Linked DNA regions of Mus musculus: region 1 is linked to region 2. A link is a contact called in public HiChIP or PLAC-seq data. All regions are on one chromosome and are shown on one strand. Each heading gives the region's core, a stretch centred on a gene start, on an enhancer-like site or on the middle of the called end of the contact. The rest is flanking DNA. Distances are from core to core; before and after follow the strand shown. Region 1 holds the start of Glud1 (glutamate dehydrogenase 1). Region 2 holds the start of Parg (poly (ADP-ribose) glycohydrolase).

Evidence for each region. HiChIP or PLAC-seq counts read pairs in DNA pulled down with a chosen protein or histone mark.
Region 1: an H3K27ac HiChIP or PLAC-seq map of thymic regulatory T cells shows a contact between it and region 2, with 7 times the contacts expected there. The contact joins the promoter of Glud1 here to the promoter of Parg in region 2.

The regions. Positions count from the first base shown.
Region 1 is chr14:34,309,419-34,312,919 of GRCm38.p6, forward strand. It overlaps Glud1 (glutamate dehydrogenase 1), which reads left to right and starts at 1,309. Exons shown (of 13, transcript NM_008133.4): 1 at 1,309-1,924. The coding sequence starts at 1,480. Shld2 (shieldin complex subunit 2) reads right to left here and starts at 1,099. Exons shown (of 10, transcript NM_001360074.1): 1 at 749-1,099.
Region 2 is chr14:32,200,149-32,203,500 of GRCm38.p6, forward strand. Parg (poly (ADP-ribose) glycohydrolase) reads left to right here and starts at 1,823. Exons shown (of 18, transcript NM_011960.3): 1 at 1,823-2,317. The coding sequence starts at 2,098. It overlaps Timm23 (translocase of inner mitochondrial membrane 23), which reads right to left and starts at 1,743. Exons shown (of 7, transcript NM_016897.3): 1 at 1,495-1,743. The coding sequence starts at 1,600.

The sequences.
Region 1 (3,501 bases), core at 59-2,558, 2.1 Mb after region 2:
TAGTGTCACAAAGTCCAAGGGTTTACAAAATCGCCAAGGCACTCTGGGGTGATTTTACTAGTAATGTGGCACGTGATAGGTAGCTTGACTTAAAGGATGTTAGTGTGTGTGTGTGTGTGTGTTCAACTGGATTTTCTTGTAGCTTTGTTTGAGAAAAATGAGTATCTCATGTTGCCCAGGCTGGAATCAAACTCTATCCTCCTGCCCCCACCTCTCAGGTTCTGGGGTTCCCAGAGTGTAGCACTCAAGCCTGGCTACCATTGTGAAAATTATAACTTAGTAATCAGATCCTAGACCATTTAAATAATATGTGTATGTATATATATATGTATATATATGTGTGTATATATATGTGTGTGTGTATATACACACACACACACACACAGGATGTCACATTCCTTTAATCTAAGCACTCAGGCACTCAGACAAGGCCAGCCTGATCCATAAAGTGAGTCGCAGAAATTAAATATATATACTGAGACATTATATTTCTAGTTTACTTTAGGACGTGATTCCAAAAGAGGGGCACACACTCAGTCAATGGTGGAGTTACAACTATGTGCGGGTGTGCTGACTCAAGCCTGTAATCCTAGCACTCAGGGGAGTGGGCTGGGGGAGCAGAAGCAGGCAAGTTCCCATGAGTTCTGGGCAAGCCTGGGCTACAGGGGCCCTGACTTTTCAAAAAAAAAAAAAGGTAAAATAAAGTGGCACGCGAAAGAGTCAACAATGCTTTGCATAACTGTTTTACCTCAAAATCGCTGAAGTTGCCTACAACAAATTAAAACCTTGTGCAAAGTAAAGGCCTGTGGGGTCAGGGCCTCCCTCCTGTCCTGAGGCTTCTTGCTTTCCCGGTTCCTCAACAGTCGGATTCGGGATGAGTCGGGATTTGCCCCGCGCCTCTTCGGCTTCGGCGCGGCGTCACTCTCCGGCCGGCCGCGCAGCGGATCCGCACACCGTTCCGGCCCAAGGCGGAAAGGAGGGGCCTGGTGACTCATGCGGCCGGGGCTGCTGGCCAGCCAGCGAGGCCTCCCTGCAGTCCGCTTCCACCTCCCAGGCCGCCGCGCGTGCACACGGGACCGACCTTCCGGGCCGCGGCCGCGTCCGACCGCTCTCAGGAGCCCAGGCCTCCGGGCCGCAGCCCGCGCGCGTCCACGCTAGCCCCGCCCCCGCCCGCGAGCATGCGCACCAAGCCCATCTGCAAAGGCGCGCCCCCCGCCGCCGCAGCCGCACGCGCCGCCGCCTGGAGGCCGGGCAAGGCCGCGGCGGAGGCGAGGCCCAGCGCCCTGGGCGGCGCGCGGCCGCCGAAGTCCGTCCTCCCGGTGGGGCGACAAGCGGCGCAGGGGAGGGGACAGCCAGACAAGCAGGAAGCCGCGGCTTAAAAGGGCAGCTCGCGCCCAGCCCTTCCTCCCCGCGGTCCAGGCCTGCGAGCTCCGGTCTTTACAGCTCCCGCCGCACTCGCCTCAGCCCGCCGCCGCCGCCATGTACCGCCGTCTGGGCGAAGCGCTGCTGCTGTCCCGCGCCGGGCCCGCTGCCCTGGGCTCTGCGGCTGCAGACTCAGCCGCGCTGCTGGGCTGGGCCCGCGGACAGCCCTCCGCCGCCCCGCAACCCGGGCTCACGCCGGTCGCCCGGCGCCACTACAGCGAAGCGGCCGCCGACCGCGAAGACGACCCCAACTTCTTCAAGATGGTGGAGGGCTTCTTCGACCGCGGCGCCAGCATCGTAGAGGACAAGCTGGTGGAAGACCTGAAGACCCGGGAGAGCGAGGAGCAGAAGCGGAACCGGGTGCGCGGCATCCTGAGGATCATCAAGCCCTGCAACCATGTGTTGAGCCTCTCCTTCCCCATCCGGCGCGACGACGGCTCCTGGGAGGTCATCGAAGGCTACCGGGCCCAGCACAGCCAGCACCGCACGCCCTGCAAGGGAGGTGAGCGCCCTCCGGCCCCTTTCTGTCCTCCCTCCCCTCCAGACTCCCGTAGCCCGGGCCGCTACTCGGCCCAGCCCAGTTCTGCAGGCCGTGCCCCGCTTCGGGCTCCCCCGCCTCGGGTGTGGCAGCCTTAGAGGATACTGATTTTTTTTTTCCGCCCTAAAACTACCACGTAATATGCCAGCCTTTTTACTGGGCAAGTCTTCACCCCAAGCCTCTGCTTGTGTTGATGCTGACTTCACTGAGGACACTGTACAGCTTTTCTTTAGCCTCGGTGCCTGTCATGTCATAGACCGTGAACCCTTAACGCCAGCAGCCGACGATACAAGAACAGAGAAAAATTATCTTCTTTTTGGAGTTGGAATCTTGAAAGTTTGATTAACCAGCGCAGCTTACTAATCTTCTAAATTATTATAATTTTACACTGATGGCTTTTTGTGTTGTGCCTCTTTTCTCCCCTTGGAAAATGTAAAATATCGAGCAGAGTAAGGTCTCTGACAAACAGGGCGACCTGACATTAAATCTAAAGGGTGTAGACTACAGAACTGCCTGCCAGCCAATAGAATGAAATAGCCCTGGGGGTGTGTTCTTGTCCTGGCTAGTACCAGAATTGAGCCTAGGCAAAAGGTAGAGTCCTTAGGGAGTTGAATCAGTTAGATTTGGTAGTTACCAGGGTATCCTGTGGTTTAAACTTTTGGGATGTGTGTAGATTGGCTTACAGCCTTTTTTTAGGGAAGAAAAATACGTTTTTCATTTTCTCTCCACTACAGTACACAATCATACAGCGTTAAAGGTGCTTTAAAAAAAAAAAAGACTATTAAAAGAAAAACCACCTTTTTTCTGTTGCTTAAACTTAATGTATTGAGTAGGAGTCTTGATGGAGGTTGAATTGGCAAGTGAGCAGAGGTTAGACTAGAACAGTGATTCATTTCATTGCAACTTCATAACTGTAATTTTGCTACTGTTAGGAGTAGTTATGTAAATATCTAATAGGCAGGATATTTGATATGCAACCCCTTCAGGGGTTACGGGGGACCCACAGGTTGAGAATTGCAGGACTAGACCTTTGTCTGCCTCGGTTCTGTCCAGTAGTCTTTTTACTACCAGCTGACTAAAAACTATAGAAATGTTTCTGCACTGGAAAAACTGGGGCTGTGATGGTGTTCCCAGTGGTGGAACAAAGGTTGTGGCAAAAGGTTTAATGATTTACCAAATTCGCATTGAGTCTACCCAAGTCTAGGATCTCCCTTTGGAGCCTAATTGTCCCTTAGCCCTGTAGTTCCCTCTGCTAGAAGCCATTGGAACCACTTTGACCTCTGATTTCCCATGCAGCTCAAAATTATATAAAAGGGGTAGTCATTCTCCTACACCTCACCTTCCTCTTTCTTCCTTCCCTCCCTCCCTCCCTCCCTCCCTCCCTCCCTCCCTCCCTCCCTCCTTCCCCCACAAGCCGGGAACTCAAATTCTACCCCCCTCCAGAACAAACAAGGATGTCTGTCGAGCCAGAGGCATTGTATTGCAAATGCTAAACTGTCCTTGTCTTTACAGAGGGTGTGCATCCTGTGATTTGGTGGGTT
Region 2 (3,352 bases), core at 573-3,072:
CAGCCTATTGATCAATTTTAAGTCCTGTTATTTCAGACTTCCAATTGTTACACAAGCATCCCATCTCATACCAACCATTTCTTACTTTCTCTTATCCCTTCAACACACTTTCTCTGTAGAAATTATGAAATCAGCCCTAATGGCTTTCATCTACAATTAGATCAAATCTAATCCCCCCTTCCTTGCTTATAAAAGCTTGTATTTGTTGCTGTTTCCTGCCTCTCAACTCTTTTTTTTTTTTGGTTTTTCGAGACAGGGTTTCTCTGTGTAGCCCTGGCTGTTCTGGAGCTCACTTTGTAGGCCAGGCTGGCCTCGAACTCAGAAATCCGCCTGCCTCTGCCTCTCGAGTGCTGGGATTAAAGGCGTGTGCCACCACGCCCGGCTTGCCTCTCAACTCTTACAATCAATCTTGTATCAGTTCATTCCCTTGCAACTCTAAAGACAAACTGACCCAATAGCTTCTCAAGAAACACAGCAGGTTTGTTCTGTCTCTCAAGCACTTGTTGCTAAATTCAGGTCACAGCTCTAACTTCAACTCCCAAGCTGTTTTCTCTAACCTGTTCTCCAACAACCTTCACGGCCCATCACCACCACCACCATCTCAGGGTCCTATTTCAATTGCCATGTCATCTATCACTAACTTCTGTGTCCTCACGTTACTCTCCTCAGTAGTATGTGTACTCTCTCACCTTAAGTAGTGCCCTTCATGTTATGCAACTGAGATATCCTAAGATACACATAAATTGTGTCCTGGACTCAAGTTTTGACAGCAGACATTAGGGTTATCAAACGGCTTTCTGAATGTTTTTAAGTGTAAAGGTTTTACTTAGAGGATTAGCAAGAAGAAACACTTTAGTAAAGTGTTATTAAACATTAACTCCCAAGCTCTACTTATCCAGTCGAATATCCATAATTACAAAACATTAAAAGCCTGAAAGACATACTTAGGTGATTGAGAAGGGCCAACAGGCTGGGAATTCATGCCTCTGCATCTTTGAATTTGCTTATATCGCTTTCAGAATTTGGCTCTTTTTTCTTGTTTAAAAATCTCTTAAAAGTTTCGTTTGCTTCCCCAGCTCCTTCTGATTTCCTGAATTGTCTCTCACACGCACAAAGAACGAAAAATGTTTTCGCCTAACTGGTTTAGAAATATTTAAAAGCCGTGTGAAAAAAAATTAATAGCGCGCTTGTTATTTGGAATGTTTATTTCTAGAACTAGGGTCTCCTAACAGGGCCAAGCATACAGAAAAGCGTGTGACGAGAAAAGACGGGACGGGGCACTAAAGAGGAGGACATTTTGTGTTTCCTCTCGAAACTAGGTCACTAAAAGAGCTTCCCGGGGATTTACGATCCCCCAAATTCGTTCAGCCTTGAAACCCAATCACCGGCGGTGAATCTCGTAAAGGCGAGCAGGAAAAGGGACAGGAACGTTACACATTTCTAGCTGTCCCAGGAAGGAGTCAGAAAGGGGAGCAGGCGAGGCCCGATACTCACGCGGGACGCCGGCCAAATCAGCGTTCGAGTAACCCGCTCCTCCGGCTCCGAAGAAGCCAGCTAACCCGCTGGTGGATTTGTTGCTACTTCCTCCGCCACCTTCCATGAGGTCGCAGCAAACGGCGGTGGGCTCGCCACCACCACCTCAGGCCGGGGACGTATGCTCGGCCGTGGCCGCGACAAGCAACAGCGGGAAGACCCGCGTTGCTCCTGCCACCTTCACCACGCTGACCTTCCGGGCGCCGGCTCCCGTGAAGTATCGCACTTCCGCTTTACGGCTGTGTGCGGCCCGGAAGTGGGAAGCGCGAGACGGCTGCTTTCCGGTGGTGGGAAAGTGAGCCTGGAGCCGGAGCCCGATCTCGAGCCGAGTGGAAGCGGCGCGTCCCGGGGCTGGTGGGCTCCCTGCTGCCGAGCGGAGGCAAGCGGCTGCGCAGCGAGGGTCTCGCTCGAAGGCCCGAGGAGTGGCAGCCTCCAGGCGGGCCGCTGCGGAGAGGGAATGGTGCGCGGCGCGCCGAGAAGGAGGCGCAGTCCGTCCCTGTCCGGGTTAGTGAATGAGGCTCTCCGCCCGGGCCGGCCCGGGGACTGTGTGCTGCGGGTCCCAGCATGAGTGCGGGCCCCGGCTGGGAGCCCTGCACGAAGCGGCCCCGCTGGGGCGCCGCTGGAACTTCTGCGCCGACTGCCTCGGACTCCCGGAGCTTCCCTGGCAGGCAGAGGCGTGTTCTCGACCCCAAGGACGCTCCCGTCCAGTTCAGGGTCCCTCCGTCCTCGCCAGCCTGCGTCTCGGGGCGGGCGGGACCGCACAGAGGCAACGCCACCTCGTTTGGTACGTGGGAAAAAAAAAATCTTTGTCCTTGTTTCAGTGTGAGGACCAGGAGACTCCAGTCACTCCTAACTGATCTTGTTTCCACCACTCTGATGACCCCGATGTTCAATCACTAGATGCCACTCCAATGAGAGGCGCTACAGTTTTACTAGTGGCATGTGTGTTGTGGAAAACTTTGTTGGACAGGTAGTTACCGGACCTCCCCGGGATACTTTCCTCAGCTTGGATAGAGAATTTGCCCTGTTAAGGAAGTCTAGTTGTGTATGTGAAGCAGAAGGGCGCTTCAGTCTCCAAAAATCGTAAAGAAAGTTGTTGCAGTAGACTCAGTGAGAGCTGACTTCCAGAGTGCAGAGCTGTTAGCCTTAGCTTGCTGGATTGTATTTGTCCCTGGCACACGATGTTGAACACGAGGAACTTGGTCTCTTCTTTCGTACCTTGAAATCTGTGAGGAGAGAGAAACAATAGCACAAGTCAAATACCTGTAACAGAGAGTAATGGATGTTGTTGTTCATGAAGGAGCCATTGTTTTGGTAGGAATTAAGTATACTTAAGTTAGTTATGGTAGTCCAGAAGGTTTGGTACTTACTGTGAGTACTGGAGAAGAAAGTAAAGAGGTACTTCAGATATGCAGTGGGTGCGCAGAATCAACGGTGGAATGGTGAGAGATGGGCTGCAGAGAATTAGGACAGTGATCCTACTCTGCTGAGTAAGTGTGGACAGTACTAAGGATCTTGAATTTTACATTTTCAGGGCAGTGAGAGGCTATTAAAGAGTGTTCAGTTGTGTGAAGGGGCGGGGTAAGGCAAGGACTTGGTTAGTCTTGTTTTCTTGAACTGTCTGTATATGTTTGGTGTATGGAAAATGGAAAAGAAAACCTGGTTGAAATCTCAGGACTAAAGGAGTTGGTCTAGATGGGGGATGCTTTACACTTAGACCCTGCTGCAGGCAGCAGTGAACAGAAGTGGATGCGTACTGGAGGGAATGCCGTGTCCTGTCCTTTTGTAGCTCAGAAGAAATACACCTATGCTTGAGAAA